7 separate regions of the Mus musculus genome follow, and regions 1, 2, 4, 5, 6 and 7 are each linked to region 3. The links are chromatin contacts, called in public HiCAR-type, HiChIP or PLAC-seq, capture Hi-C and promoter capture Hi-C maps. All regions are on one chromosome and are shown on one strand. The core of a region is the stretch at or near the end of the contact, and the rest is flanking DNA. Distances in the headings are between cores, read along the strand shown. Region 1 holds the start of H4c3 (H4 clustered histone 3). Region 2 holds the start of H1f4 (H1.4 linker histone, cluster member). Region 3 holds the start of Zkscan3 (zinc finger with KRAB and SCAN domains 3). Region 4 holds the start of H1f3 (H1.3 linker histone, cluster member). Region 5 holds the start of H3c8 (H3 clustered histone 8). Region 6 holds the start of H3c2 (H3 clustered histone 2). Region 7 holds the start of Btn2a2 (butyrophilin, subfamily 2, member A2).

What was found. Promoter capture Hi-C pulls out the DNA fragments that hold promoters and counts their contacts. HiCAR-type assays count read pairs that join an accessible place to other places. HiChIP or PLAC-seq counts read pairs in DNA pulled down with a chosen protein or histone mark. Capture Hi-C pulls out chosen DNA fragments and counts their contacts.
Region 1: a promoter capture Hi-C map of pre-B cells shows a contact between it and region 3. The contact joins the promoter of H4c3 here to the promoter of Zkscan3 in region 3. A contact is called at or near these places in 7 of 39 promoter capture datasets (the 3T3-L1 cell line, cranial neural crest, hippocampal neurons and 3 more), 1 of 484 Hi-C or Micro-C datasets (CD4 T cells) and 3 of 9 other capture datasets (adipose tissue, liver and pancreatic islet).
Region 2: a contact with region 3 is called in a promoter capture Hi-C map of liver, with 10 times the contacts expected there. The contact joins the promoter of H1f4 here to the promoter of Zkscan3 in region 3. A contact is called at or near these places in 2 of 39 promoter capture datasets (hippocampal neurons and pre-B cells), 1 of 115 datasets of contacts at active chromatin or transcription factors (astrocytes) and 3 of 9 other capture datasets (adipose tissue, liver and macrophages).
Region 4: a HiCAR-type map of astrocytes shows a contact between it and region 3, with 6 times the contacts expected there. The contact joins the promoter of H1f3 here to the promoter of Zkscan3 in region 3. A contact is called at or near these places in 11 of 39 promoter capture datasets (the 3T3-L1 cell line, 3T3-L1-derived adipocytes, cranial neural crest and 6 more), 1 of 484 Hi-C or Micro-C datasets (B cells), 3 of 115 datasets of contacts at active chromatin or transcription factors (astrocytes, embryonic forebrain and embryonic midbrain) and 4 of 9 other capture datasets (adipose tissue, liver, macrophages and 1 more).
Region 5: a capture Hi-C map of macrophages shows a contact between it and region 3, with 4 times the contacts expected there. The contact joins the promoter of H3c8 here to the promoter of Zkscan3 in region 3. A contact is called at or near these places in 2 of 39 promoter capture datasets (erythroid cells and pre-B cells), 1 of 484 Hi-C or Micro-C datasets (B cells), 3 of 115 datasets of contacts at active chromatin or transcription factors (differentiating embryonic stem cells, embryonic midbrain and embryonic stem cells) and 4 of 9 other capture datasets (adipose tissue, liver, macrophages and 1 more).
Region 6: a promoter capture Hi-C map of liver shows a contact between it and region 3, with 8 times the contacts expected there. The contact joins the promoter of H3c2 here to the promoter of Zkscan3 in region 3. A contact is called at or near these places in 10 of 39 promoter capture datasets (the 3T3-L1 cell line, 3T3-L1-derived adipocytes, the SN4741 cell line and 5 more), 2 of 484 Hi-C or Micro-C datasets (liver and uterus), 3 of 115 datasets of contacts at active chromatin or transcription factors (astrocytes, cardiomyocytes and fetal liver) and 4 of 9 other capture datasets (adipose tissue, liver, macrophages and 1 more).
Region 7: an H3K27ac HiChIP or PLAC-seq map of embryonic stem cells shows a contact between it and region 3, with 3 times the contacts expected there. The contact joins the promoter of Btn2a2 here to the promoter of Zkscan3 in region 3. A contact is called at or near these places in 10 of 39 promoter capture datasets (the 3T3-L1 cell line, the C10 cell line, cranial neural crest and 6 more), 1 of 115 datasets of contacts at active chromatin or transcription factors (embryonic stem cells) and 1 of 9 other capture datasets (liver).

Annotation. Positions count from the first base shown.
Region 1 is chr13:23,697,117-23,700,050 of GRCm38.p6, reverse strand. It overlaps H4c3 (H4 clustered histone 3), which reads left to right and starts at 1,593. Exons shown (of 1, transcript NM_178208.2): 1 at 1,593-1,967. The coding sequence starts at 1,602. The coding sequence ends at 1,913.
Region 2 is chr13:23,621,291-23,624,183 of GRCm38.p6, reverse strand. H1f4 (H1.4 linker histone, cluster member) reads left to right here and starts at 1,626. Exons shown (of 1, transcript NM_015787.4): 1 at 1,626-2,407. The coding sequence starts at 1,687. The coding sequence ends at 2,346.
Region 3 is chr13:21,401,495-21,404,359 of GRCm38.p6, reverse strand. It overlaps Zkscan3 (zinc finger with KRAB and SCAN domains 3), which reads left to right and starts at 1,605. Exons shown (of 6, transcript NM_001145778.2): 1 at 1,605-1,688.
Region 4 is chr13:23,553,727-23,556,581 of GRCm38.p6, reverse strand. It overlaps H1f3 (H1.3 linker histone, cluster member), which reads right to left and starts at 1,550. Exons shown (of 1, transcript NM_145713.4): 1 at 775-1,550. The coding sequence starts at 1,492. The coding sequence ends at 827.
Region 5 is chr13:23,534,022-23,536,882 of GRCm38.p6, reverse strand. It overlaps H3c8 (H3 clustered histone 8), which reads right to left and starts at 1,465. Exons shown (of 1, transcript NM_145073.2): 1 at 974-1,465. The coding sequence starts at 1,437. The coding sequence ends at 1,027. H2ac10 (H2A clustered histone 10) reads right to left here. Exons shown (of 1, transcript NM_175661.3): 1 at 2,505-2,861. The coding sequence ends at 2,580.
Region 6 is chr13:23,750,769-23,753,645 of GRCm38.p6, reverse strand. H3c2 (H3 clustered histone 2) reads right to left here and starts at 1,301. Exons shown (of 1, transcript NM_178203.3): 1 at 806-1,301. The coding sequence starts at 1,266. The coding sequence ends at 856. H2ac4 (H2A clustered histone 4) reads right to left here and starts at 2,558. Exons shown (of 1, transcript NM_175660.3): 1 at 2,054-2,558. The coding sequence starts at 2,513. The coding sequence ends at 2,121.
Region 7 is chr13:23,487,556-23,490,255 of GRCm38.p6, reverse strand. It overlaps Btn2a2 (butyrophilin, subfamily 2, member A2), which reads left to right and starts at 1,399. Exons shown (of 8, transcript NM_175938.3): 1 at 1,399-1,620; 2 at 2,294-2,423. The coding sequence starts at 2,339.

The DNA of each region.
Region 1 (2,934 bases), core at 344-2,843, 2.3 Mb before region 3:
TATCGTTATAAATAAGTACACTGTTGCTGTCTTCAGACACACCAGAAGAGGGCGTCAGAGCTCATTACGGATGGCTGTGAGCCCCATATCACCAGCTCCTATGCTGGGATTTTAATTCAGCTGATGAACCCTAGAATACTTATCTCCACCCCAAGAAAGCCAATTTTAGAACACTTGCTATTTCTTGGCAAACCTCAAAAGGAATTACCACAGCTACCTGGTAGCAGACCTCTGTTGTCTTCTGCAGTAAGAAGTAAATATGGTTAATTTAATTAATTTAATTTTTTCAAAATTAACCATAGACTTAGAAGTTTATCAGGAATATTTTGAAACTATTTTTTTCTGGATGTGGTCTTTGTAATTCATAGTTTTCTGGGGCCCCTGGTATAAAGTTTTTGTGGTGAACATATGTAACAAAAGACAGGAATTAAAGGTCTTCATTTTGGTCAGCAGGCTTTATTTTAAAAATTGTTACTAGCCATAATATTAATTCTATATTTTACTTTGTCTGTGTGAGTAGTTTGCCTGCATTCATGGGTGCCATTGAGATCAGAAAAGAGCATCAGTCTCCTGAAACTAGAGTTATGCATGTTTGTGAGCTACCATTTAGGCTCTGGGAACCAAATCTTGCCTTCTGGGGGAGTATCAAATGCTCTTAACTTCTGAGCCATCTCCTCTACATCATTGTTAAATTAAAATTTGGAATGCCAAAATCAACATTAAACCCGCATCGAGACTTACTGCTACTTACTCTTCTGCCTTTTTTTAAAAAGGGGGGCGGGGGTCGGATTAGCCTTGTTTTGACATCACTAATCATATCACAAGCTTCACCAGGACCTTGTAGACTTTGTAATGACCTTAATCAAGTATTAGCCCTGTACTGTAATTACCAGCTCTACAAAACACTTCTTCTCTTAAGGTGAGCAAGCCATGCTGTGATTAATAAGGGCTGGAAGGGAAACAAACTTGGAATCACAGCAGGTAGAGGATAACCGATAACCTAACTATTCTTTTGTAGACTTTCTCAGTTTTTATTAAAAAAGAGGATAGACGGAATCATTAGGTCTCTGACTCGAGATAGGGAATATGAAGTTTGCAGTTAGGGTGCTCAATTTGAGATGCCTTTTCAATGTTTATGTCTACCCAAACAAAACTGCCGGGAATAGATTAAACTTTACTGACATGGGACAGTCTTGGCATATTTTACCTCTGTTTTGGACATCTAACCTGAGTCCTCACAAAGAAACCATCAACTAATTTAATACAAGACAGAAATAAAAGCAAACGAGAAATGGGGATGTCTGCTTTGTGGAATGGCCCCAATAAGCCTTTCTTTCATGAGAAAGAATGGGGTCGGGGTGGGGAGGAGGGAATGAAGTTTTTCTGCAGGATTTAAATGTGGTCTTTAAGAGACACCGCATGCAAAGAATAGCTGGGGCTTGCTAGCCAATGAAAACATTCAGATTCCAATGACGCATCCTTTTTTCTCCACCCCCTTCCAAGACCCGGATTCGGAAACCCCGCCTAACGCTCTAGTTTTCAACCAGGTCCGCAGAAGGCCTATTTAAAGGGACGATTGCTGTCTCCCTGCTGTCATAACCATGTCTGGACGTGGTAAGGGTGGTAAAGGCCTTGGGAAAGGCGGCGCTAAGCGCCACCGTAAGGTTCTCCGTGATAACATCCAGGGCATTACCAAGCCCGCCATCCGCCGCCTGGCCCGGCGCGGGGGAGTGAAGCGCATCTCCGGCCTCATCTACGAGGAGACCCGCGGTGTGCTGAAGGTGTTCCTGGAGAACGTGATCCGCGACGCCGTCACCTACACGGAGCACGCCAAGCGCAAGACCGTCACCGCCATGGACGTGGTCTACGCGCTCAAGCGCCAGGGCCGCACTCTCTACGGATTCGGCGGTTAATCGACTAACAAACGATTTCCACTGTCAACAAAAGGCCCTTTTCAGGGCCACCCACAAATTCCTAGGAGTTGTTCACTTACCGAAGCTTTAATCGAGCCTGCTAGGTAGTTTAAGTGTTATTCTGTCCTATACTTATGTGGTGGGTAGTAATTATGCCATGCAGCCGAATATACCCTGTAGGTTTAACTGGGTAATATAACAAGCCCATAATTTTGAACTGTCAGAAGTTAATACTGAACGAACTGTTTTAGAATTATTTGAAGGTTTTCCACTGATCGTGTCACTTCTCAATCCACTTTTGATACCGGTCATTTAAGAGCTTATTCCCTTCTGGAGCCATCTAGAAGCTCAGGAGAGAGCAGGAACCATTGTATCTAAGCAAGGCAAAGGCTGATTACTACAGAAACTGAAGACGCTTAGCTGTTATTAATTGTATACCATTAATAAGGCCTAAGTACACATAATCTATATTAGGGACCACCTAATGGTATGTTTATATACAGTTTAGTTGTGCAGTGGCTTGATAATTTAAATTCTTGTGGGTGTGCCATGTTTGCCATCTGCCACAAGAGGGCGGCGTTATTTCCAGGAAGTTGGAGTCAGAAGCTGTTGTGAGCCAGCTGTTGTGTATTCTGATATACAAACTTCTTTTAAAGCATTAAGTGTTCTTGACTGAACAATCTCTCAAGCCACCTTACTATGATCTTTTGTCATTCCTCATACCAATGCCTAAAATAGTTTAATGTGAATTTAATATTTGTGGCACTCCATAAAACTTGATCACTTTAAAAGATGAGTTATTTTTGTTTTTTGTTTGTTTTGTTTATGTTCTTCAGCCCAGACTTCCCCAGTGCTTTTTTTTGTTATGTTGGGGCATTGAACTCAAACCCTAACATTTTCATAAAGAAGTCCTTAATTTTTAATATGGTTTTTGTCATTCTCCTGAAGCCTACATGCTATTCTCATAAAATACATAAAACATTTCAAAAATAACTGTTAGATCAATAGTATTGAACTATTT
Region 2 (2,893 bases), core at 377-2,876, 2.2 Mb before region 3:
ATATGAATCACTTTTATATAAAATTCATCATTAAAGATAATACCACAAGATCTTAAAAATGCCTCATGGACACTGTGTTGAACTGCTGAGTTCCTCTGTTTGCATTGCTTTTGTGTGTGGAGGTTTAGGATAGTAGAATTGATAATGTGATGTTAGAGACAATTGTATCACAAAACAAAAGCCATCACATTATACTATTGTATAACATAACATTGTATCTTACACTATTGTAAACATTGTATCTTATACTATTGTATAATATACTATTTTATAATATAACAATGTATCTTGTCTCTGTAGTGGGAGTCTTGTAATTTCTGAATATAATTCCAACCAAACATCCCAGAAATAATTACTGACACTGGATTATCATTGATCTCCTAGTCGTTACCTTGGTTGAACAGCTACATAAATAAAACAACCCATTTAACACCTTCAAGGCATGTCTTTGAATCTGTTTGAATGTCTTCTCAAATATGATTCTAAGATTAAATCTTAACCCCTCATTTACCCTGAGGAGATCCACGAAACATTATTCCCATGTTTCCATAAGGAGTAGCCATATATGGAGAACAGCTGTTCAGTAACGGGGCTAGGATTCTGTAACGAAGGCAGTAGAGATGTTCTGAGCTATATTTCTCATGTGTGTTTCTCTTGATCAATGGCTCAGTTATCTAGTTTTAATATACCACATTACAATTTAGTCCTAAAACATGTCAGAAGAACTATGCAAGACCCAAGAGAAATTCCTCAAAGTAAATCCCACCTTCATTTCCAAAGACGTTGAAAACAGCATTTATATGTTTCTTGGAAATTAGTCATTTTTATGTCTGCACCATAAGTATGTTTTGTACTCTCCCCCGACCCCAGTACTCTGAATTTGAGGTACCTCAACCCAAAGGAGTAGTTTGTCCAGAGAAATAGAAAAGCAACAGCCCCGCCCCCAACCCATGGGAACAGAAAGAAAAGAATTATACTAAGAAATTATTTTAAAACTTAGGAGAAGCGGCAGAAATAAAACCATAGATATATAGACTCATGGCCTATGAGAGAAGAATTTAACTCAAAATGGTAAATAATCTGTTAAGCATTGAACTAAACCAGTTTGATGAACTCAAATGCCCTCTGCTCAATAGGCAGGACTCTCGGAGGAGCCTGTGTTACTTCCTTCACTTAAGTGCAGATTTGTAATAAAAATCATAATGCCAAAGGCAAGGTTTTGGGCTACACAAGAAGCTAACCACTTGGAGAATCGTCTTTGATGGGTCAGAAAACTGTACAGTCCAAGATCAGTTTATAATTTACGAAGAAAATAGAAAGTTTTGTTTCTCTGAGTTGAAATTTGCTGAACACCGCAGGAAATATTGCAAGTTTTTGGCAGAAGGCTTAATGCTTTGCTCACTTTTTGAGATGTGCATGAAGCCCGAGACTTCGGGGAACATTATTTTTTAAAAATCGGGCAATTCGATGTAGGGAATTTTGACATTTTTGGCTTTTTTTGAGGTGTAACAAACACAACTCCGCATCTGAGAGGACACTCCGCGGCTGCCAGCGAGGCGGGCTGGACAGCGCACCAATCACGGCGCAGCTCCGCCCTATATAAACGGGCGGGCGCAGCGCCGCGGCCCGAGTCCTGGCCAGTCCCTCTGCTTCCGGCTCGAGTTCTCTCTCCTCACACGCTTCGCCATGTCCGAGACCGCGCCTGCTGCGCCCGCCGCACCGGCCCCCGCCGAGAAGACACCCGTCAAGAAGAAGGCCCGCAAGGCCGCAGGTGGCGCGAAGCGCAAAACCTCCGGACCCCCGGTGTCCGAACTCATCACCAAGGCTGTGGCCGCCTCCAAGGAGCGCAGCGGCGTGTCCCTGGCTGCGCTCAAGAAGGCGCTGGCGGCCGCGGGGTACGATGTGGAGAAGAACAACAGCCGCATCAAGCTCGGCCTGAAGAGCCTGGTGAGCAAGGGTACCCTGGTGCAGACCAAGGGCACCGGCGCCTCCGGCTCCTTCAAACTCAACAAGAAGGCGGCTTCCGGTGAGGCTAAGCCCAAAGCAAAAAGGGCAGGCGCGGCCAAGGCGAAGAAGCCTGCGGGCGCAGCCAAGAAGCCCAAGAAGGCTGCGGGGACAGCCACCGCCAAGAAGAGCACCAAGAAGACTCCAAAGAAAGCGAAGAAGCCAGCTGCAGCTGCAGGAGCCAAAAAAGCTAAGAGCCCGAAGAAGGCAAAGGCAACTAAGGCTAAGAAGGCGCCCAAGAGCCCTGCCAAGGCGAAAACGGTAAAGCCTAAAGCGGCCAAACCAAAAACCTCCAAGCCTAAGGCAGCTAAGCCAAAGAAAACCGCAGCCAAGAAAAAGTAAATTTTCTTTGGCCAACTGCTTAGAAGCCCAACAACCCAAAGGCTCTTTTCAGAGCCACCCACAACTCTCAGTAAAAGAGCTGTTGCACATTCACAGGGGGTGTGGTTAGGGTGGGAACAAACCTTAGTGGGCTGAGCTTAGCAGAGGAGGCTGGGGATATGTGGGTGTGCGCAATGGTGTTAACTCTAGCTTAGCTATCTGAAGGTCTGTACATAATCTCCTGTATGTGTGGTGGTGGTGGGTAAGTTCATATCCCACAAGTGACCCTTAGAGACCATGGGAATGAAGTAGTTTACTCCCGGCTGCCACGTCGATAACTTTTAAGGGAGATAGCAGAATGATTTAGAGATAGAATCTTAAGCATTGAGCGATTCAGTGCGTAAAGAGCAGGATCGATGTCCTGACAACCCCACCCGCATCTCATCTCAGTTCTGACTGCTGAAATCAAGCATACAAACCCAACTAGAGTACTTTTTTTTCTGTGTTCCCCCATGTTTGATAGCGATCGTGCTTAAATAGGTTAGCTATAGCAGATTTGTGCAGTTTA
Region 3 (2,865 bases), core at 356-2,855:
GATCATAGGAATGAGCCAATTTCTCTGGCTTTCAACTATCTATCCTTAATAAATAAAGCCTTTCTGTTTCTGTTGAGGTCTCTTTTATATTTTCTTGCTACTGTAATGATTATCTTTTAAGGTGATGTTTTCTTATTTGTGTTTGTTATAAAAATGTAACTATCAATATCAATTTTGAAATTTTAGTAGCTTTGCTAAATTTGCTAATTATAAGTTGAAGATTAAATTATCTTGGCTTTTTCTATAAAGGGCATTCAGAATGGTCCTGAAAACTGTTATATGTTGCCGGGCGTGGTGGCGCATGACTTTAATCCCAGCACTCTGGAAGCAGAGGCAGGCAGATTTCTGAGTTTGAGGCCAGCCTGGTGTACAGAGTGAGTTCCAGGACATCCAGAGCTACACAGAGAAACCCTGTCTCGGAAAACAAAAACAAAAACAAAAACAAAAATACTGTTATATATTTATAATTAATAGTTTAATTTCCTCTCACTTTTATTTTCCCTTTTCATGCAGTTTCTAAACAAACATTTTCTTATGCATTTCCCTAGGGCTTCTTTATGACGATAGAGAACATATAATTTTCCTTTTTCTTGACATCACAGAGATTTCAGGAAGGCTATATAGGAGCTCATTCTTTTGCTATCTTCCCTTAGTTGTCCTTGGAAAAAACAAATTTTGAAAGTCTCTTGGTGCTAGAGTCATCTTTCCTGGATAATGTAGCTACCACCTGTGATCCAAGATGCTTTTCTTTATAAAGAATAGAGACCATCACTAAAAACCCAATTGGATACAGAACAAAGACTGACAGATCATGGTGGTCCCAACCCCAACAGATACATCCACATCATGTCTCCTGCATCTATGGCTCAGAGGACATGGAGGAAGAGGAGGCAAAAAAAAAATTGTAAGAAATCTAGGATGTCAGCTGTGAAACAGCCTCCAAGAAATGGCTGCATACACAAGACTGAAACAATTGCAGTATCAATAGACAATATCAATATCAATGGAAGGGGGTAAAATTTCACAGGGTGCCACCCCAAACCAAAGAACTACTGGCAACTATTGACTGCTGGGAAATGGAGAATTAGTCTCTCCCTAAGATGAGCCCTCTTATTAGCTGTCCAATGCAGTCTTGAAACCTTGAAATCATATGCACACAAATAACATATAAAAACAAAAACTTAGCCAGTGGAATATGTACATATATAGATACAGATATCTCTATATCTGTATAGATATAGATATATACTTGTTCATGCACATACATATATACAACATATATACATATACACAAACACACATGAATGTAGCAATAACAAAGAAAAGAGGCTATCAGCTTGAGAGTGAGAGGGTAGGAGAAAAGACTAGGGGGAGGAAGGAAAGTGATGTAATTCTACTTCAGTTAAAATTTTTTTCTTTTTAAAAGTCTTTTTACGAGGCAACCAAGAGGACGGAAAAAACTGGAGGAAGTAAAGGGAGGAGAGAAAATGTTGCATTGCTACTTCAGCTAAAAGAATTTCTTTTTAAAAGTCTTTTTACGAAGCAACCACTAAGAGGAGGGAGAAGGGGGGGATCATAGAGTGTCGCTGGTGCCTAGAGAAGCCGGAAGTGCTCTGTGCCCCGCCCCCCGGGGTCGGACTTTCGACACTTTTGTGACTGCGGGGTGCTACGAGGTGCTGCGTTCGCGGGTGGGTTTGGGTCCCGTCCTGTTACCGTCCTCCCGCAGGGGTCGGCTGCTTGTGGGGGTTGGGGGTGGGACAAAACATCTTCCTCCGCGGCCTAGTGGCGCCGAGAAGATAAACTCGGTGGCCACTTGGGCCGAGCGCCCGACAGGGCCTCGGGCGCCTCGCCTCAGGCCGGTTCCGGGTGTCTGGTCAGTCTCAGGGCGTTTGGCGATGGGATTCTCGGGTCTTGTACTTAAGCTTTGAAAATGGGAGACGTCACAGTTTTGCTTTTCCTGGAGACAAGGTCAGTTCCAAGGTCTTTATTCTGGGGTACTGGAAGAGAGCCAGAACTTTGGAATCGGGTTGCTTGGTCGAATCTGGCCTCAGCTCCTTTGTGACTTCTCCCCCCAGTCCCTTAACCTTTCTGTGTTTTGCTATTTTAGGGGATAATGATGTCGCCTAACTTACTGGATTGTTGTGAGGAATAAATGGCTTCATTTGTGCAAAGGTGCTTAAAATAGTACCAGGCACGGGGTAATCTGCACAGTGTAAAGATAGCTGTTATTATTCCTGTTGCTTTTCCTAACTAGGACAGCACTTTCTCTTCATCGATCAGCCTTGGTACTGGCTGTTGTCTTTTGAATGTTAGTACTATTTATCAGTTCTCTTTATAATGAATGATTTCTGTATTTTAGGAGGGAAAATAGAACATTCTGGAAAAGAGCCTATCCCACAGCAAAGAGTAAAAGTGGTTTGTGTAGTGTCTTGTAATGGTCAGGCTCACAGAGGTTTAAAATCCTGGGGATGCCTTTTTTTTTTTTTTTTTTTTTTTTTGGTGGGAGGAGGAGCTTGAGAAACAGGAGGAGCGTCTAACCGCGAAGGATTAGGACCCTGTTGTAAGCAGACATTGCTGCCGACCTGCCAGCTTTCTGACCCTCAGCGAGATTCCTCTCCAGTGTGAGAACCACACGGACGGCTGATAGTTAGAAGTGATGATAGGTAGATTGGCGATAGATTAGAGATAAGTCGATCTGATCCTGAGTTCCCACTAACACCCTTTGTTCTTTTTGCAGGTTTTTAAAGCTAATATTGACCATACACAGTTTGCCATGGTCATTGAGTTGATGCCTCTTGTGGTCTTTGAAAGTCCTTTCATCTTCCTTCTTTTTCTTAAGGAATTGGATCTTTAACCTCCTGAGGG
Region 4 (2,855 bases), core at 301-2,800, 2.2 Mb before region 3:
CTCAGCCTACTATTGGTCTACTGACCAAATAAGGGAGAACAGATAACCTCAAAACAATGTATGAGGAAGGAATGTGCAGAACTGTCAGTGGTGTTCAATTTCCTTACTAAAACCTAACCACCAGGGTATTAAAAAAGCTTCCACACTTATAGTGGCAATGTGATCAGTGCCTAAAAACTGCGAAGGTGGCTAAGTTTGGAGGAAATAGGAGCGCTTTCAATTTCTCGGAAAACACAATTAAAAATTCTTAGGACGGAATTCCAGAGCTCTGAAGTGAACAAAGGGGCGGGGACAGAGAAAAAACGCCAGCGTCCCAGTACGTAAATGTAAATCTTAATATCACAATCTCTGATTGGTGCAACACCCATGACTGAAAGTACGGCTTGATTGGTTAATTCTCAAAACCACCTTGTGTAGCCGGATTGGAAAACTTAAAACAGAGGCTCCAGCCTGTAGCCACTATTGTGAGAGTAGCTTCCTAGAGAACCCCCCTAATGCCTTATCACGCCTAGGCGACATTAGAAAGGACTTCCCGCCAAACTCTTGGAATATGAACACGTGTGTGGAGCACACACAGAAGCAAAAAACTGCCGGCCAGAAGTCCAGCTAGAGCTGAAAATGATACAATCTATCGCTCAACTAGAGTTTATAGATGCTCCTAAATGTACCCATAACAAAGTGCACAGAATTGATCTGCTTCGGAACACATAGCCAGAGTCAGCGGACATACCATGAGAAAACCAGAAAAAGGCTCAGCTCTTTTGAATGAGGTTGTGGGTGGCTCTGAAAAGAGCCGTTTGAGATTTTCAAAGCAGGACGCACCACTCTACTTCTTGCGAGGGGCAGCCTTCTTTGCCTTGGTGGCCTTCGGCTTAGAAGCTTTAGGCTTGGAAGCCTTAGCCTTGGGAGCCTTGGCCTTGGCTGGACTCTTTGCTGCCTTCTTGGGCTTAGCAGCCTTCACCTTCTTGGGACTCTTGGAAACTTTCTTGGCGCCGGCAGCCGCCGCAGGCTTCTTCGCCTTCTTCGGAGTCTTCTTGGCCGTCTTTTTGGGTGTGGCAGCACCAGTCGCCTTCTTAGGCTTCTTGGCTGCTCCCGCAGGCTTCTTGGCCTTGGCCGCGCCTGCCTTCTTAGCCTTGGGCTTAGCCTCACCGGAAGCCGCCTTCTTGTTGAGTTTGAAGGAGCCGGAGGCGCCGGTGCCCTTGGTCTGCACCAGGGTACCCTTGCTCACCAGGCTCTTCAGCCCGAGCTTGATGCGGCTGTTGTTCTTCTCCACATCGTACCCCGCGGCCGCCAGCGCCTTCTTGAGCGCAGCCAGGGACACGCCGCTGCGCTCCTTGGAGGCGGCCACAGCCTTGGTGATGAGCTCGGACACCGGGGGTCCGGACGCCTTGCGCTTCCCAGCAGCGGCGCCGGTCTTCTTCGCCTTCTTCTTCACAGGTGTCTTCTCCACAGGTGCAGGGGCAGCAGGCGCCGCGGGAGCGGTCTCGGACATGTTCTAAGCTTTACTAGTAAAGCAAAAAGTAAGCACAAACAGTCAGAGAAGGTTGTTCCCAGTGCTGCAGGCTCTGGGTTTATATAGAGAGAAGCTGCGTGGTGATTGGTTCCCTGCGCCGTGCGCCGTGCGCCGCGTTGCCAGAGAAAGGATCTTCAGCTTTGCCTTGTGGCTGTGTTTGTTGCCCCTCAAAAAAGTATAAAAATATAAAAAATATGGGCACGAAATAATTAGGGACTTGGGGGAAACTGATCCGAGAGCCTGTAGGCTACATTCTTGCCTTAATTTGTGCACCTATGTTCAAAATCGGCACCCTGAAACTTCTCTGATTGCCCCAACTCTCTTTCAAACTTGACGAAAATTGGGACAACTTTAAGGTTTTCCTTAAAAATACTACTTCTCTCGCGGTCATTAGCAAACTTTTGTTTCAGGACATGGTTCCTCACATTCTTATCATTTCAGGACTCTATGAAATAACTTGTTTTCACGGAAATACATAGGGAAATTTGAGTTTTTCGAGAAAGCAACAACACAAGCTTCCAGGGCTATCTGCACCAAGCTGTAGGAATTGGCACTAGATGGGAAAGCAGTGCATACCGGGGGAATGATTATTGTAGAAAATATCGATTGGATTTTTTAATGATATTTGAGATACCAGTGTGTAATTCCCCTTCGGTTTTCCTGTTTTAGTGATTTAGCCATTTTCTGGAGACGTGATGAGTCTGTGCCATCCCTATTGTAGATCAAAAGCTGAAAGCACATATTTTTCAGATTTGATAGAGAAATGTACACCAACTATCACATGTACAGAAAAAAGATACCTAGGTCAAGAAGGAACAGAAGTTTAGCAACTGGGAGCTGAAGAACAGTGAGATATAACCTGACTTAGCAACTCACTCCGTGTTTAGAGTACAAAGTTTACAGCTGTGTTATATGCCGTGTTTCAGGACCTGTGTTATGCAGCTGTTTCCCCTTGCCAACACTTATCACAACAGTTTTCTGCATATTTCCAGTTTTAAAATGATTTGAATTTCATTATTAAAAACAAGCAGAATGTGAAAGAAAATCTGTTTTTTAATTTCCATGATAGCTGCTGACCTCATTACATATATTACATATATAATATAGTCTGTCACAAACAAAAGAATTAGCAGGTGGTATCCACCAAAGGACTTAAACATTTCATAGTCAGTTATCATTATGATAACTGCAGCAAGAATAAAGTTTCTGGAAAAGGGATCAACCATGGGACTACAAACTTGAAACCATAAGAAGCTTCACTCATTCCCACTCATGACTGTGGAGGCTAATATCACAAATGTGGTTTTGGTCTTAACTCCAAAATATAATTACATCCTGAAAA
Region 5 (2,861 bases), core at 216-2,715, 2.1 Mb before region 3:
TTAAAAACAAAACCAAAAAAAAAAATGCTTTGTGGGAAAGCAGATCTTTGGCTCTTTACCGAGAAAGAGTGTATTCTGAAGGGTACTGGATACTTGTGGAATAAATTCAGAAGGCTCTGTCGAGTGGAGAAAGGTAAAAATGTAGAAAGGAGACAAGTGAAAGCTACCAGCTTTATCTTCGAGGCTCTCCATGGAATACTGTTCAGAAAACAGGAGTTTTCAGCATCCAGAGTTCGAACTGTCTTCCATTATAGTCACTAGCACATCTCCTAAAGACCAGCCTTCATATTTCCACACCATACACCACTGTGATAATGACCTAGGACAAATCCAGTGCCCAAATGGCTGTAATTTTCGAGGTGATGATTATTAAGCCAAGTGAAACAAGTGACGAAAGAGCCATAAAGATTCAGGATCTCAAAAAGCCCAAAGGAGGGCAAGACATATACACCTTAATCCCAGCATACAGTAGGAAGGAGAAACAGATCTCCCAAATACAGATCATCCTGATCTACAAAGAAAGTTGCAGACCAGCCTAAGCTATGAGTCCACTTAAAAAGAGGGTGGGGGAGGTCTATTAGTGGGTAGGGAGGAGACTAAGCACGCTATAAAGTGAATGGTAAATCCCTGTAACCCTTTCAAGACTGGAAGATCAGTTAATTTTTCTGAGTTACAATATTAGTGGTTCTGTCCTTCAGAAAGTTCACAATTCCAAAGTAAACATCTGCAACTAATAATTTTATTTTTAAATTCGGTAAATGCCCAAATTACTGTAACCATGCAAAGTTTTCCAATCTTTATGCTTTGCTAACTAAGAGTACAATTTCCATGAAAAAGGGTAAAGATATCACTTACCAAAATATTGCTTGCTTATAATAGATCGGTGTGATGAAAGGAGACCTAGCACTTTCACAAATGAAACTGATTAATACCCACAAGTTGGAAAAAGCGCTACAGTTCTTTTTTTGGAAGATGGGTGGCTCTAAGAAGAGCCTTTAAAGTGGTTGTGTGGATTAACAGAAACCCTTAAGCCCTCTCCCCGCGGATGCGACGGGCCAGCTGGATGTCCTTGGGCATGATGGTGACACGCTTGGCGTGGATGGCGCACAGGTTGGTGTCCTCAAACAGACCCACGAGGTAGGCCTCACAGGCCTCCTGCAGAGCCATGACGGCCGAGCTCTGGAAGCGCAGGTCGGTCTTGAAGTCCTGCGCGATCTCGCGCACCAGGCGCTGGAACGGCAGCTTGCGGATCAGCAGCTCGGTCGACTTCTGGTAGCGCCGGATCTCGCGCAGCGCCACAGTGCCGGGACGGTAGCGGTGAGGCTTCTTCACGCCGCCGGTGGCCGGGGCGCTCTTGCGGGCGGCCTTGGTGGCCAGCTGCTTGCGCGGGGCCTTGCCGCCGGTAGACTTGCGAGCGGTCTGCTTAGTACGAGCCATGGCAAGTAACCGTAGGGAAAAGTGAGATACCTAAGTAGCGCACTTTGGCCTTTAAGTACGCTTGCGTTCGCACACGCGCAACACACGTACCCGCGCTCGTACCCCTCCTTCCCACCGAGAAGCATCCTGATAGGCGTGTCTGCTTTTCAAGTGTCCCGCGCAGTAGTACTATTGGCTGAGGAATTCAAGTGGTGATTGGTTAACTCCTGCACACCCGATTGGTTAACTCCTGCACACAGTCTCCTGCTAGTACAGACTGCTACACTCATGTTTTAGTCTGGCACACCCGAGCTTTCTTAAATTTATGTTTCCATCCTTGTATCGAGTCGCTTAAAGAATTTGAGGCAAAGAAATCTTGAATTTGAAATCTCATGACCCTAGATATCCACAAACCACTCTGGAAAATATGTTCTCTACCCGCCTTTGGTTTTATTTTCCCGCTTCTTGTGCCTAGACTGCACATGATACGTTATTTCTCAGCCGGTGAAATGAGCCAATCCAAACCAGATTTGAATATATCAAAGGGAGGTTTATTGGGAAACTGCTCTTGGGTGAGTTCCCTGGCCCCAAGGTCTGAGACAGGTCAAATCAAGAGGTGGCAACCAAGGAGGAAGAAAAAGAGACCAGGTTTGCTATATGTAAAATATGCACCTAGGTCCTTTTTCCTTGACTCAAGCCGAACTACGTCTTTGCTCCAGGAGTGTTTAAAGTGACACAAAGCAAGCAGTAATGTAACAGGAACCACAGGTCAAGTATCCTGAATCTTGCGACTTTGTAAAGACTTGCCTAACAATTTCCGTAAGACCCTTTGTATTTTCTCCCAACCCCGAATGTCTGCTGCCTCTCCGGAGCAATACGAAGATGTAGAGGACTGCAAGACCAAAAGTTTTGTGCAACGTGTAAATCTATGTTTATGCTACATCCAATATTTCTCTGCGTGAGGAAGACAAAGCAGTTGCCTAAGAATTACCTCAGCCTACCAGAATTATGGTTTTGTGCTTGAAACATTAATATAGGTTTTTCCACAAGCTAAATTAACCATGTTACTAGACTCTTATATGAAGAAGTGGTGGCTCTGAAAAGAGCCTTTGGGTTTTGTTTAAAAAAAAAAAAAAAAAAAAAAAAAAACTTAGCTCACTGGCTTACTTTCCCTTGGGCTTATGGTGGCTCTCGGTCTTCTTGGGCAGCAGCACGGCCTGGATGTTGGGCAGGACGCCGCCCTGCGCGATGGTCACGCGGCCCAACAGCTTGTTGAGCTCCTCGTCGTTGCGGATGGCCAGCTGCAGGTGGCGCGGGATGATGCGCGTCTTCTTGTTGTCGCGGGCCGCGTTGCCCGCCAGCTCCAGGATCTCGGCCGTCAGGTACTCCAGCACGGCCGCCAGGTACACCGGGGCGCCGGCGCCCACGCGCTCCGAGTAGTTGCC
Region 6 (2,877 bases), core at 52-2,551, 2.3 Mb before region 3:
TTTTGTAAGCCAGGTTTTAATGTCATTGTTGTATTTGCTATTATTATCCCTGGAAAATATATCCACACGAATCACCCACAAGTTAAATCTTGGTAGTTTGTTGTCTATTCACATTCCCGATATAGGCAGTGTTACATGTAAGAAAGTAGTGGGAAAGGGATGGGAGCCAATGTCTGGAGTGAGAGGTTGTGTAGAGAGGCCTCTGTAGTTTAAAGTTCAGAAATATAGTGAAAAAATTTACAAAAACTAAAAATTTCTGACGATTGCTTGAAATATCCCAGCATAATGTAAATTGTATTTAACTTGAAATACTACTTTTCAGCATCTATTAAAACATAGAAAACAAAATTTTTTAAGTTTTGTACTAGATTTCAATGAGTAACAGCAAAAACAGTAAACATTGCACAAGCTTCAGGACAGACAAGTGTTGGAACCAGAAATATGTGAACAAAAGACACCTGGATATGACCTGTAGTGGAAATTACACAAGAGAGCACAAATATATAGCACGAAAACAAAAACAAAAAAAGACAAAACCCAAGAACAGACCAAAAAGGAATCAAGACAGGCAATGCTTATGACATAAAGCCTGACAGTCCATTACTTTTGGCCACTTATTGTAATATGTAAATTACTGTTTAATTTAAAGGCAGTTTCCAGGACATGAGCTCAAATACCAGCAACAACTGAAGTGAGAACTGATGCCTACTGAAGAAAGCAACAGTATACTTTGTAACTAGATAAATCTTTGAAAAACAAAGTTTCCAAGACAGTAGAAAAGTAACAGCTGCTTTTACAGAAACTGTGGGTGGCTCTGAAAAGAGCCTTTGGGTTCCAGTTTGCACTTTGTTTCGTTTAAGCCCTCTCCCCACGAATGCGGCGGGCGAGCTGGATGTCCTTGGGCATGATGGTGACACGCTTGGCGTGGATGGCGCACAGGTTGGTGTCCTCAAACAGACCCACAAGGTAGGCCTCGCTCGCCTCCTGCAGAGCCATGACGGCCGAGCTCTGGAAGCGCAGGTCGGTCTTGAAGTCCTGCGCGATCTCGCGCACCAGGCGCTGGAACGGCAGCTTGCGGATCAGCAGCTCGGTCGACTTCTGGTAGCGCCGGATCTCGCGCAGCGCCACGGTGCCGGGACGGTAGCGGTGAGGCTTCTTCACGCCGCCGGTGGCCGGGGCGCTCTTGCGGGCGGCCTTGGTGGCCAGCTGCTTGCGCGGGGCCTTGCCGCCGGTGGACTTGCGAGCGGTCTGCTTAGTACGAGCCATGACTTTAACAAGGGAAAATAGACTGACACTATAGTGAGCTGCAAGGCGCTGTCCACCTTTTATACAATCAGACTATCCGCTATTGGACCGAAGAACATTCAAAGGGCCCGCGCTTTGTTGGGATTGGTCAGCCTCTGCTTCTAAATCCTGGTTAAAAAGCTTTCAGAACATGCACACTCTCCGCCTCTCTTCCCCTCCATCTTTGCTATCACTTTAATTTTACACTGTAGTGTATATAACTCCTGTGAACAGAAATTTTACATAAGAAAGTTTTACATAATTTTACTTACATACATACATCAAATTGTCTCAAGCTTTGAAAACTCAATTCAGGTAATCAAACAAGTGAACATAGAAATTTAAAGTAGGTTTTGTGAGCTTTGCAAGACCTAGTTTAAATAAATGTAGTTTATCAATTCTAAAATCAAATATTTGCAAACCGATACACACAGGCAGATCATGTTAGTTAAAATACTGCCGAAACTATGGAAGTGGGATTTAATGGCCCTTAGCCCTTACTACCATTATGCTCTAGACAATCGTGACGTGAATGACAAACCTGGGTGCCAAATTTCTACTAAAAATTTATATAGTATGTTCTAAAGGTTTCATCTCTTACACACTTTTGACTCAAACTAAGGAAGGTCGTAAGATTTATCGCAGGGACTAACAGTATTAAAATCAATTTACTAAGATTGAAAGCTACTTCGTAACTTTTTCATATGTAGTATAAAAACTGTAGTGGAAGAACGTTTCACGAGGTGGCAGCTCATTTTATGGAAAGATGTGGGTGGCTCTGAAAAGAGCCTTTGTTTTGGTTAACTTTCAACTGGGCAGTACAGACAATCGCCAGATTACTTCCCCTTGGCCTTGTGGTGGCTCTCGGTCTTCTTGGGCAGCAGCACGGCCTGGATGTTGGGCAGGACGCCGCCCTGCGCGATGGTCACGCGGCCCAGCAGCTTGTTGAGCTCCTCGTCGTTGCGGATGGCCAGCTGCAGGTGGCGCGGGATGATGCGCGTCTTCTTGTTGTCGCGGGCCGCGTTGCCCGCCAGCTCCAGGATCTCGGCCGTCAGGTACTCCAGCACGGCCGCCAGGTACACCGGGGCGCCGGCGCCCACGCGCTCCGAGTAGTTGCCCTTGCGGAGCAGCCGATGCACGCGGCCTACGGGGAACTGCAGGCCGGCCCGGGAGGAGCGGGTCTTGGCCTTAGCGCGGGCCTTGCCACCCTGCTTTCCGCGTCCAGACATGTATGCGTTTAAGTATCAGTAAAGGCAAAGCAGAGAAAGGAAAAGAATATATAGTAAATTCTGCAACTGAACAGCAAGCATTTATACTAACTGGAGGTATTCTGTTTGTGTTTCTCCCATTGGTTAATATATCGTACCCAATAGAAAGCCAGAATTTGAGCTCCTCATTTGCATAAAGGCCTGCATTTTATTTTTCGCATCCAGTCCTTTTTCATATCGTTCTTTAAAAAATAAAAACCACGTAGATTCTGGGATTTAAACTCTGGTTTTCATGATTAATAGTTAAGAACTTTTTTTTACTTTCTTTTCCAGTTTTTACTTAAATGGAAATAAGTAACTGACTGATTTTCTTGTTGTTTTCATC
Region 7 (2,700 bases), core at 150-2,649, 2.1 Mb before region 3:
GTGCTAAGACTTTGTTCTTTAGTTTTAAAAAGTCTCCCATGGGCTGGAGCTATACTCAGTGGTTAAAACTACTTAGTGCTTTTCCAGAGGCCCGGGGGTTTTACTCCCAGCACCCACAGCATTGAGTGCAACTGAGTTGCAGGGGATTTCATGTCCTTTTCTGCCCCCCCCCCCCCCCCGCCAAGACAACCTCACACATGTGGCACATACTCACACATATAAAATACATAAAATAAGATCATTTAAAAAGAAAGCCTCTGCTCAAACATACATGATCCTTCTAGAAGTTCAAAATGTCAGGTTCAACAAGGGCCAGAGACACCATTCAAATGCCCTTTTTAAAAAACAGTCATCAAAGTCCTGTTTTAATTCCTGTTTTTAAGAGCTGTTGTTTATGAGACAGGGAGATTCAGTGACCTCTAAGCTTGCTGTGACCACACTAGATACCTTACAACCATTTAGGAAATAGGCATCAACTTGATCTGGCTGCTTCTAACTGAAAAGAGTTTTGCCTCTTGATGACTCTTAGGTCTCTGAAGACAATCAAAAGAATCCTCATAGATCGTGACAGACTGCTGAAAAACCAGCCAAGGGTAGTCTACTCCAAGGGAGAAGAAACAGAATTGAGACAGCAGACCAATACATGGTCTGAAGGGAGTGAGGTCGTTACTGAGATCATAGCAAGTGTAACCCATTTCTACTGCTCAGTCTGAGTCTTGCTCTCCACCAACACCTTTTCCTTTTTCGGATTTTGAGATAGAGTTTCTCTGTGTAGCCCTGGCAGTCCTGGAACTCACTCTGTAGACCAGGCTGGCCTTGAACTGGCCTCTGGAAAAGCACTAAGTAGTTTTAACCACTGAGTATAGCTCCAGCCCATGGGAGACTTTTTAAAACTAAAGAACAAAGTCTTAGCACTGTCTACTCCCTTAAGAGTTAATCAAGCTAGGCGTGACTTTAATTCCATGCCTTTAATTCCAGCATGCAGAGGTAGAGACAGGCCTGTGAGTTTGACATCAGCCATGGCTAGTAAGACCCTGTCCCAAAAGAGTTAATCCAAGAGTTTGAGTGCTGGGATTAAAGGTGTGAGTCAGCACACCCGGATTGCATCTGGCTCCCTTACTCCCTTCTTCACACACACTTCAACACACAGGGATGAGGCCTCTGGACACCAAGCCCAACTCTAGGACCTCTCAAGTGGGAAGAAGAAGGGAAGAAAGGAGCGCATGAAAGGGAAGCAATAAGAGGGAAGGGAAGAAAGGGGCACAAGGGAAAGGAAGACAGGAGGGAGAAAGGATTGTTTCTGTGTATGCTACCTAGTAACAAGTGACTGCTAGACATAGGAATACTATTGGCTGATGACTTAAGGCAGGCCAATCCCGGGCTCTGAACTGCTTAGTGGAAATTGTGAGACTTGCACGCGGAATGGGTCCTCCGAGGTCTGCTGTCGCGAGTCCCAGCACTTTGCAAGTAATGGAGAACAGAAAATTCTTTCCTCTCTACTGTAGCAGTTTGTTCTCTGGTGGCGACTGTGCTCAGCGACAAGTTGGAGAGTAGAGAAAAGGCAAGATAATCAGCATTTGAGGGTCAGAGAAGAAAAGAAAACGCAGTTAATTCTAGAAGGTAGGGGAGGGGATGGGGAGCGCTCTGAGTCCTAGCAGGGGCTGTAGGAATAGGGGGTGGGGGTAGGGTGTCACAACACAGGCTGCTGGGAGGGAAAAGCCAGATCTTTGACTCTGGAAAGAATACCTGGGGGGGGGGGGGTAGTCTCACCTACCTAGTTTTACCTGAGGTTCACCAGGAGGAGGGAGTACAGGGAAGGCGAGGGGGGAGGGGAGGAGGAAGGAAAGAAGGCTTGGGACGAGGGAAGGAGGAAAGAGGAGGAAGAACTGGGTAGAGAAGTAGGAGAAAGACCCGGAGGTTGAGGAAGAGGGAAGGGGCTGGAGAGAGAGAACAAGGGAAGGAGGAGGAAGAGGAGGGAGTGGGGGAGGAGGAGGAGGAGGAAAGCCCAAGAAGAAAGAAAGAGGAGGAGGGAGGGGGAGGAATATCAAATGACAGCTGAAGAAACTGGACTCTGGAAAGACAACTGAGCCTAAGACAACAGAAAACTGCCTGCCTGGTGCTTATGTTGTTTGTTTAATAGAATGTTTGGTGAATCCAACTATTAAGGTATAACCAGTTCCATAGGGCAAGAGTCCATCTAAGGCAGAAGTCTGAGTGCTCATGAGACCAGCATAGGGACAAAAAGGTGTCATGTACATGAGAACCGTGGGTGATTTATCCTCTGTACTTCTAGGTTTTCTGTCCACACGTGACCTAGGTGACTCTGTCCTGAAGACCTATGGAGCCTACAACTTCCCTGCGTTCTTGCCCGATAGCCTCCCTTCTCTTCTTCTTGGTCCTCAGCCTGTTTGTGCTGGTCTCAGGTACAGTTGTAGGCTTCTTGCTCCTCTCAGTTTTTCAGAAAGCAATGGCCACAGTTCTCCTGATAGACAGAGACAGGAATAGGGACTGCAGCTGTGTTGGCTCATCTTTCTGAATGAGGACACTGGATTTATCCCAATTTTGTCCTACAGAAATATAGCTAGAGCATCAAAGGAGATCTGTAAATGTCCAAGTGGCAACATTCAAAGGAGTTAAAAATAGATGACGTAGATTTGAATGATATATTTTGTTTAACACCACATAATCAAATATTAATAT